Regions from separate parts of the Mus musculus genome. Here region 2 is linked to region 1. The links are chromatin contacts, called in public Hi-C maps. All regions are on one chromosome and are shown on one strand. Each heading gives the region's core, a stretch centred on a gene start, on an enhancer-like site or on the middle of the called end of the contact. The rest is flanking DNA. Distances are from core to core; before and after follow the strand shown. Region 1 has its middle 87 kb from the start of Gm28497. Region 2 has its middle 41 kb from the start of Gm29822.

Region 1 (5,199 bases), core at 838-3,337:
ACTGTCCTGGGGGTTTCCCTTCTCTTAGATTTGAATATATTAACATCTTAAAACATGATTATTTTAAATCTTCATAGGCTTCTGTAGCAAAATATGTAGCAAATATTTTTGCCATAACAAATATATGACAAAACTAGAAGGAAGGTGCATTTATGAACAAAAGAAATTTATTTCCTGTGATTCTAGATGTTGAGAAATCCGTAGTCAAGATACATTTAGGTCCAGTGTTTGGTATGGGATCACTTTCTTTTACATAGATAGCATCTTCTAGCTGTGTTTGTGAGTAGAAGAAGAAGTAAGAAGTCTCTCCAGGCCCTCTTGAATAACAGCATAAATCCCAGGCATGAAGTTTTCTTCCTCATGATATAATAACCTCCCTAATTTACCCTACCTCTTAATACCCTCATTTTAGTATTAGGGTTTTCAACATATGAGTTGGAAGTTGGGGCACAAACATTGAATGCATGGCCAGTAGACAGATGACACTCTTAAAGATGAAAGAACTTGAGGCAGGGAGGTCAAAGTGCCAGATATTAAAATTGCCAATACATAGTGTTTTGGTTAATAATGGTGTCTAAGAATAAGAGTAGGAGTATTGTAAGGGCAAAGAGAATGACTAAATAGGGAGAAGATGAATAGCTGAGGATAGACCATGTAGGAGACCAGTAGAGGTTGCAACGAAGGCTGTAAAACTGCAGCCAGCAAGGAGGAGAGGAGTTAGAAGAGTGATGGCTTTAAGGAAACAGAACACATTTTCAAGAAGGGAGTTCCAGAGTCGCTCAAATGCTGTGGGATCTAGTTAGGAAACAGGAAGTCTTTCAAGTTAGGTGTGATTTGAGTATTGTCTTGAGAGCACTCTATCATAATGTAAAAGACACGACTTGGGGCTGGAAAGCAGCTCAGTGTTCTTGCAGAGGACACAATTTAACCTGCAGCATTCACAGGCAGTGTACAACCACCTATAACTCTAGCTCCATGGGACCCAATGCCTTCTTCTGGCTTCTGCATCCATCTGCATTCATGTGGCATTCTCTCTCATAGACATAGGCATATACACATTTAAAAAAGACAAAGCATGCCTTATAAGGATGAAGGGGATCACATCATGCTCAGAAATCAATTCTAGATGCACTAAGCTCTTGAATTTTTACTATTTGAAACATTTAGGGGAACAGTATAGAGTGTCTCTTGTCTTCTATATGAAGAAAGAGTCTTTAAACCAGAAACAGAAGGTACTGACGTTGGAGAAAAGCTGTTAACTTATCTAAGTCACTTGAATGAAGGGCAAAAGTCTCCCAGTAAATCTGAGATGAATTCTAACACATTAAATGAACAAAATGCAGTCCCCTTCAGTTTATGCAGACTAGTCAAAAAAAAAAAAAAAGGCAACAGCATAGAAAAAGAGAAGTGACACACACAGACATGAGAAGAATGAGAAATGCATTGGAGAGAAGGTGCTTGTCTCAATGTCAAGGAAAACTCAGGTTAGGACCATAATTATATATGATTCTGTAACTGTTAGGTTGATAAGCAAGCCATGCCTCTCTGCATGAAGCTCCCCGAAAACCTGGTCACTGTAGGTGGGATAGTAAAGGATGCAGTAACTTAATAAAACAGTCTGCTCATTACATGAAAAGCTGGGCATTTATATTTTCTATAGTCTAGTTGTATATTACTGTCATAGTCCCAAACTGGGTAAGTCCTTTTGTAAGTATCAACCATGCTAAAGGTTTTAGTCAGCTGATAGATAGCTAATCAACGCAACACATCTTAGCATTATCATATGCGTGGCTACAAAGGGAGGAAAGAGGAACAGTGGATTGTTTCTGATCTTTCTCTCATAGTTTTTGGACATCAAGCTTCTCACATTTGCCCCTGTGATTGGTATACAGTCATTTTGCTCCTGGTTGGGTTTTATTCTTGTATCGCGTGTATAGTTATACAAATAGATGCTGACCTTAGCTTTCTGCACAGCCCCTTCCCACTTTGCCTCATTTGTAGTCATTTGTTTTTCACAAGCCTAGGGCCAAGGCCAGTACTTAAAGCACACTTTCTATGAGCAATAGGGATTCTGGACTTGAACAGAAACTGATGATAGGTATTTGGTGTGGGAAAAGGACTGAAGCCCTGAGAGCCAGCAGAAAGAATACAAACAGGCAACCTTGGGAGGTAGGAGGTTGGGGGCACTCTCTAGAATGTACCAGAGACCTGGGAGGTGAGAGATTCTCAGAAATCAAAGGATGGACCTTAGATGAAATGCCCTACACTGGGGAGAGGGAACTTGTAGAGCCCGTCTCCAGCAGAAAGACAGGGAGGGCATCAAGCGAGGGATGGGGTTGCCATCCCACAGTGAAAACTTTGACCCATAATTATTCCTGTCTGAATGAATTACAGGGATGGAAATGGAGAGGAGCCCCAGAAAAAGAAGGTCCAGTGACAAGTCCAAAGTGGGATCCAGTGCAAAGGGAGGCCCTTAGGCCTGATACTATTACTGAGGCTATGGAGCACTCACAAAAAGGGACCTGTCATGACTGTCCTTCAAAAGACCCAACAAGCAGCTGAAAGAGTCAGATACAGATATTTACACTCAATCAATGGACAAAATCTGCTGACCCCTGTGTTTGAAATAGGAAAACCTGAAAGAAGCTGAGGAGGGGGGCGACCCTGTAGGAGAACCAACAGTCTCAATTAATCTGAACCCCTGAGATCTCTCACACACTGGACCACAAATCAGGCAGCATACACCAGCTGATATGAGGCCCCCAACACATATACAGCAGATGACTTCAGGGTCTGGGTTTAGTCAGAGAAGATGCACCTAACCCTCAAGAGACTGGAGGCCTCAGGGAGTTTAGAAGTCTGCTGGGGTGGGAGGCATCCTCATGGGGCTAGGGGGTGGGCAGGAGGTATGGGATGTGGAACAGTTGAAGGGTGGACTGAGAGGGGAATAAAATTTGGAGTTTAAAATCAATCAATCATTCAATCATAAAAAGATTATAAAACAGAGTGGTGGTGCCTGGTTTACTGACTTGCAGTGCATTCTGGCTTCCTGGAAAACAACCCATTTTACTTAATGCCTTTGTGGAATGATGGACACAATCGTAAGCAAGAAGGATGCTGTTACTTATGGGTTTTGTATGCATGGTTCCATGTGTTCCTCAGATGTCACAGCTGTGTGGAAGAAAGTCCAGAAAGAGTATTGCCAATATTATTTTTCATTTTTAGTAAATATTCAGCGGAGGCTGAATCAATGGCCCCATTAAAGAGTCTTTCAGAATTGAATCTGAGTCATCTTCACATTTCTTCTCTAGCCCGTTTGGTTTTCAGACAGACTGACTAGTTTCTTGACTGAGTGGTTTCAACCATGACTCAATCTGAGGAGCCTGTGCTAAGCCTGTAGCTGTATTCCATCATTTGCAGAGGGTATAGTGAGCATCTCTAGAGATAGGAAACCTTCAAAGATCGTTATCATCAAAAGACTGGCCGAATCTATAGCTGTGCATGGCTTGCACTGTACTATATACAGCAAGGTTTTCAGAAAGACTGCTGACACCTCAGAATCCAAAATGAGTAAATATTTTAAGGAAACAGCCAGAGGAACATGTCACAGAACGCAGAATCTGAGGTTTCTGCCATTCATGGTGGACAGCATTTTTATTTTCCTTGCATGTGTACTGAACATTATATTGTATTAAATTCTTTTGGGTATAGTTTCTTAGAATCAATCTGTAAGAAAAGCAAGAGACCACCATCACCCTATTTTAAAGACTAAGTTGAGATTTAAAGATGACAATCCACTTGCACCTAGTTAAACCACCAATAAATAGTGGAGAAAGGACTGGATTCCAGCTGCATTTTTCTAAAATCCCAAGTCCAGGGTCCTTTAACTACATAAAACTACCAAGTTACCATGCAGACAGGAAAAATGTAAGGATAATTTTCCCACTTATATATTTTTGACTAATCTTGCTTGCCCTCCTTCCCCCCAGCAGTTACATGCCACTGTTTACTTAACTAGCCATTAGTATTAAGTAATTTTTATCATAAGTTTCATAGGGGATGTACACTCGTTCTGTTTAGCTGTCTAACATAACTCAAGTAGAAGGCCATTTATATATTTTTATACATTGCTCTGAGCTATTCTTCAGAATTATCAGCTTTCCCCTCTCACTATGAACAGAGACAATGTGTGACAACTAAGTAGGCAGTGGTATTTGCTAGGTGTTTTACAGGCATTATCTAGTGTACTCCTTGGACTGCCCATTTGCAGGTAGATACTGTTATTGTCTTTTATGGATGGTAATGGGAACTCTAGTATCTAGATAATCTTTTGTACTTCATCTGTCCAATACATGTGCTAAAGTTTGAACAGTCTGCCTTATTTCATGGCTCATCTGCACAGTTTCATATTGCCCTGTAGAAATTTGATATTTATAAGAGAATAATTTAAGCATAGGAAGTAATATCAGTGAACACTTAGTGACTCATTATAATCTAGGTGAAGATTCCTAATTTTAAGTAAAGAGGCAGGAAAATCTTGGGTTTTGAGTAAAATCTGGCTTAAATACAGAACGTAAGAATCTCACATCATTCTTATAAAAGTAACAATGAAATGAGGGTTACAGAATATCCGACATGGGGTTGGAACTGAATAAAGTTTGCCTTTCTCAGTCCTTACCCTTTGCTTATGTAATATGCCACTCAGAACACTCTTTGCTTTGAGAAACAGAAACTCATCTTGGCTCACAATTCAATGGTACAGTCCATCATGAAAGATAGAGCCGCAGATGGCTTATCACATGACATGAGCAGAGCAGTCAGGAAGCAGGGAGAGATGAATGCCTATACTCAGCTCACTTCCTCCTTTTTTTTTTTTTATATACTTTTGGACCTCAGCCCAAGGGATGATTGCTGCCCTCAGTTAGGGTGGGTCTTCCCACTTCAATTAATCTAATCTGAAAGCTCCCTCAGAGACACACTTGAGAGATTTGTTTTCATGGTAATTCTAAATCCTATCAAATCTCCACTTGATATGAATTATCAAAACGGCCGTTCAGTTGCGAGGGACTCAAGAATCTATGATGTTTAATGGTGTCTCCATTGTAAGACTTCTCTTTTATAAACCATCAGCCCAACAATTTAAAATGTTTCCTCCAAAAACATATCACAGCCAAGGAGAATAAAAATTATATAAGTAAG
Region 2 (5,199 bases), core at 1,549-4,048, 400 kb before region 1:
TTCATACACATACACAGATAGGTAAATGAAGAGATATGTACAAAATATTTCTCCAAATAAGTCTCTGAAACTGGTAACAGTGGTTGTCATTCAAGGAAAGAAATATGTAGAGAGAAATAGGTAGAAAATTCTTTTCTCTAAATACCTGAATACAATATGCACAGGTGCAATATGAACATGTAATGCCTTAAAATATCCACATATATGTGTAATATGAACATGTACACGTGATGCTTTATATTAATCAGCACCTCTTATGCGAAAATAACCAAGGAACTTAAAATGATTTAAGCCCATGACAAGAGTGGAGACAGAATGAATATTTACTAAACAATAATCAAATCTATTACACCTAAGGATTTTTTTATCTATCTGTTTCTTTGAAATGTTCCCTAAATGAGTCTCCGTTTAAGTGAGTATTTACTTTGATCTGCTAAGTCCTCCCTGATCTCTTTGCCAATCACAGCTCCTTACATTCCATTTGCTTTACTTAGTTCGCTCTTCCTCTTAATAAAATAAATATTTTAGTACATAATTCTTCCTGTGAGAGTCCTGGAGTAGCAAACTCTCACTGTCTGTACCTTGAAATGTGCTGAGAAGGACAACTTGGCTAGTTATACAGAAGAAGTGGCTGGAGATTAGATGTAATAATTGACTGAGTAGTTAACTATATCAAAATATGAAATCACATCCCTGCAAAGTATTTTACCCAACAGCTAGAATTGTGGAAGAAACCGACTCCATAAGAAAGAAAGAGCCAATTTGGCTACCCTCAGACAAATCTGAGAATTGAAATGGCAAAACCTGCTATCAGAATCACTTGTCAGCTTTCCAATCTAAGAAGACAGCCGTATACCTGCTTGATTAGCTCAAGGCATCATCATTGAGCCAGTTGTCTGGCAAAATAAATCCTATGTACCACAATTAACCTATAGTTAATGTTATTTACTCTACATTCAAAACAAGTATCAAATCGATTATGCATCAAGAGAAAGTATAAAATTCCCACACACCTAATATGCTTTCCTTATCTATAAAGACAACTTTCTGAAAAATGGGCATTCTAATGATGCAGAATAGTGGATTGGAAAGCTACAGTGAACCAGGCTAAAGACTAATACCATGTACCTGTCATAAAGTCTTAATTCACTGTATACTCTTAAATGAGTGAATTAAAAGCTTAGGGACTAGGGTCCACTGAAATATATCCTGATTGACAAAAAAAAAAAAAAAAAAAAAATGGTTGAGGGCAAAAATCCATGAATTCTCTTGGTAATATAAAAGAGATAAAAGTTTAGGGAGATAAGAATGTCAAAGTAAATATATGATATGTATGTTTTTCCATCTACCTTTGTATTGTGTCTCATTTGAGACCTTCAAGCACATTCCTTTAACACACTGAGGGGCCACTGGCATCTTTGAATGGCTAGCTCTGCAAAGTCTGACCTCCAAAAGCTGGGGAAAGGGATGAAAAATGCCATCATTGAAAGAGACTTGCAATGGCCCTTAAGTGGCAGTCTCCCTGTTAGTTACCCAGAACTGGTAACTAAGCCCAAACAGTCAGGGAAAAAGAGTCTGAAGTAATCTTACTCTCTAAATATAGTAGCAAGTAATTGAGTAAATCATAGAATCTCGAGATAAAAAGGCAGCTGGACTGGCAATCCTCTCCCACTAACTGCCATCAGCTGTACTTTCCTTCCCTGTCTCTATAAACAGAGAGCCAGGCAGAGTGAGGTAATTTTTAATCCACCCTCCTCTCCTTGCTGGAGCTAGGAGAAGGCAGTGAGGTGGGCTGGACTCTTCCCTTTCTAAAGACCAATAAGTAAAAGCGTGATCACTTATAAAAACATGGAAGCACCTGTCAGAGTGGAAAGTAACATATTCTCTACTTTAATCACTGGACTCTTTGGTTTTCCCTGAGCCAACTACACACAAGAAAAAAAAAATGTAGCTGAAAAAACTGATGAATGGACAAACACAAGAAGAAATGTCTTCATCAGCTCTGTCATCATTTGTCATTAGTGAGGTTTGTCTAGATATCCAGTGATTCAAGAACTACAAATAGAAGGTAGCCAGGGCTGGATGATCTTACTGGCCTTTACAAAATCACACTGAGGAAAAAAACAGTGAAGAGTAGCCCTGGAGGACAGTAGTGGCAGCTGAAGAGCACAGTCTTAGTACAAAGAGTGCCATAGAAACAAAATCTTTGCCCAATGCTGCTACAGCATGGCAAAGTGTTAGCTGTAAGCTGAAAAAACTTACTAAAAAAAAAAATGCATTTATTCATTATGTGTATGCATGTGTGTATGGCCTTGCATACTCACATAGGTAAGGGGGCATGTCTGTATGAGTATGCATCAACATAGGCATATGTGTGCATGTGGAGGCCTGAACCTGACATTAGGAACCTTCTTATATCAGCCTTCACTGTCTTTACTGAAGCAAGTTCTCTGAACTCAGAACATGTGGTTTAGACTGATCGTACTGGCCATCCTGTTCTGGAAAGTTCTTGTGTTTTAACTCCAGATCTCTGGGATGATAGCCACCCCAAACACCCACTTTTACAAGTGTGCTAGATATCCAAACTTAGGTCCTCATGCTGTGAGGCAAGGGCTTCACTGGCTGATCAACCTCCCGAAGCCCCAAGGAAAGCTTTTGAAACGGTTGTTTTATACTCAGCTCAAAACAGTGAATGAGTTAATTCAGTAAATAATTCATAAACACTGTAGCGCTGAAAGTGGGCGAGAGAAAGAAGAGGAGATAAGGAAGGCCACCAGCTGTCAGCTTCCCATAGCTTTGAGAACATTAGTCTGATCAAGGGGAAGGGAGTGTCCAAGAAGGAAGAAGCTGATAAGATGGTGGGTTGAAAAGACTTTAAACTTTTGAGGGAGACTGGAATTTCCAAGTGAGAATGTTCTGGAGGTCACTGGAAGTGCATGAAAGAAAGTAAGAAGGAGCCAAGGGTGATTGCTCTGGTAGGCTGGCTGTTAAAGCTACCATCATCACCATCAACTCTTCTACATAAACAACCATGCATTCTCATGGCACAGCACTCGCTCAGACGTCTCATTGATTCATAATAAAAGCTGCCTTTTGTCTTCTTTGAACACAACAGAAACTTTACATTCATGTATTTGCCTAAATTTATTTTTACTATTTCATTAATGAGACAAACTTACATTTAACGATCATTTCCACTTAAAAAATAAATAAATAAATAAATAAATAAATAAATAAATAAATAAATAAAGCAAGCATGCCTCTCTTTTCAGGAAAGCCAAAGTCTGTTGAAAGTTTTTTGTCACTTAGTAACTCTGGCTTTGCTATTCAACCAACCCGACTTGGTCCTTCCTGGCCAGATGAGTCTCTGTCACGATACCATGAGAGAAGTTAAACTTCTAAACTTAAGAGATGTGAGGAGGGCTTTACAAGACTGGGGGAGGAATGAACAAGAGCCTAATTTCCTAAGTACGCAATCTTTCTCAGCCACACACACTCACACAAAGTTACAAATTTGACTTCTCAGTTGAACAATTTGAGGCATATAAACCAAAATGATCAGGCTGTTCATCCAATGGGGTGAGTGTGTATATATGCCTGCTCATGGTGTTTAATAAAGCACAACTTGATATGAATAAAGAGTAAAATCTACCTTTAATCTGAGAGCAAGGGTGCCCCCGACCTCCTCCCCACAACACTATATGACATTTGGCAGCTCATTATCACACTTCACAGAATCTCATGTCAGCATGTCAGATTTCTCTAAATTTTGACAGAATTAAAGTAGTGCCATTTGATATAATTGATATTGTACAGTTAATCAGTTGGTGGCTCCATCACACACAGTCACATTCTCAAAAGGCTTAATTACTGAACTGTGAAGATTTTCTGCCATCTGGAAGTTCCTTCCCAAAGTTCTGTTCCTGAATTTTATGTAGGGTTCACAAAAATAACTTGGTCCATTTAGAAATCATGCCCTCGATTTGGAAATTAAAATTGTTATTTTTGGAGTCTCGCTTGGCCTAGAGATCACAGAAACCTTATGGAAAATAAATGTGCAATGGCAGAGGAGACAAGAAGGAAATAAATGAATCGATTTCAGACTTTAGTTCTGCCGCTTGCTCATCTTGTGACCTTGGTTAGGATGCTACGAAGCTCTGTGCCTCGGTTTCTTCTTCTATAAAATAAGGATATGAACATCACCAACACTCCTTGGGATGAGAATAATGATTAAATGTTTAAACTATTGAGAGGCCTTTAGACACATCACAGACCTAGTGCAAGTACTCATTATGATTACTGTAACGATTTGAAAGTTAGTTTAACCTCAGAACTAGTCTCATATAGAGAGAAATTTTCTCTTCAAAAGCTGATTTGGGGGAAGCAGCTCCCTAATATGATATGAAAATTGTATATGCATGCACTGAAGTTGAGTCTCTTAGAAAGCACTAAAGAGACATAAAATAGTGGGTAACTTAAAGGCCATCCAACTGAAAAATCATAAAGAAACCTGATACCAACAAACCTGATGGTTATCTACAGAATATTCAATCCAATGAACACAGAATATACACGCTTCTTAGCAGAGTGAAGTCCTTTGTCTGAAATAAATCCCAATGCATACCACAAAGCAAGTCTTAGCAAATACAATAAAAGAGAGCATTCATTGTGTATTATGAGTTAGTGCAAGAATAAAACTAGAAATGAATAGCAAAAAAAAATCCTCCAAAAAAGTACACAAATATTGAAAGATTTGAACAATACACTCATAAGTGAACGATAGGCTATTGAACTAAACAAGGAAAACACCAAGATTGCTCTAACTAAATGCAAATGATAGCACAATTTTTCAAAACTTTTGGAACATAAATAAGACAGCTAGAAAAGGATATTTTGTAACTACAAAGCCTTATACTTTTTCATAAAAAAAGCTCTTAATACTCACTTATTCCCAAAATTCAGGAGGCAGAGTCAGGTAGATTTCTGTGATTTTGAGGCCTGCCTGACCTATCAGAATTAAATGAAGATGATTTATTTCTTTTTTCCATAATAAACACTAAAGTTTAAGCAGTAACCAAAAGTCTACCCATAAAGAAAAGTCCAGGGTCAGATGGAATGACTGCTGGATTTTAACCAACCCTTTAAAAAATAACCTTCAGCAATACACCTAGAGCTATTCCACAAATATAAAGAGAAGAC

The links. A called contact is a pair of places that touch in the nucleus more often than the background predicts.
Region 2: a contact with region 1 is called in a Hi-C map of the G1E-ER4 cell line, with 2.1 times the contacts expected there. The contact joins two enhancer-like sites. A contact is called at or near these places in 3 of 484 Hi-C or Micro-C datasets (the AML12 cell line, the G1E-ER4 cell line and MC3T3-E1-derived osteoblasts) and 1 of 115 datasets of contacts at active chromatin or transcription factors (astrocytes).

Annotation. Positions count from the first base shown.
Region 1 is chr1:69,341,964-69,347,162 of GRCm38.p6, reverse strand. No RefSeq gene overlaps it. Among named protein-coding and RNA genes, the nearest start is that of Gm28497, 87 kb to the left of the region's middle. Within about 2 kb of position 2,087, at least 1 of the 459 cell types and tissues checked has an H3K27ac peak or open chromatin away from gene starts, as enhancers often do. A contact at or near this core is called in the G1E-ER4 cell line, where this site is marked.
Region 2 is chr1:69,744,375-69,749,573 of GRCm38.p6, reverse strand. No RefSeq gene overlaps it. Among named protein-coding and RNA genes, the nearest start is that of Gm29822, 41 kb to the left of the region's middle. Within about 2 kb of position 2,798, at least 10 of the 459 cell types and tissues checked have an H3K27ac peak or open chromatin away from gene starts, as enhancers often do. A contact at or near this core is called in the G1E-ER4 cell line, where this site is marked.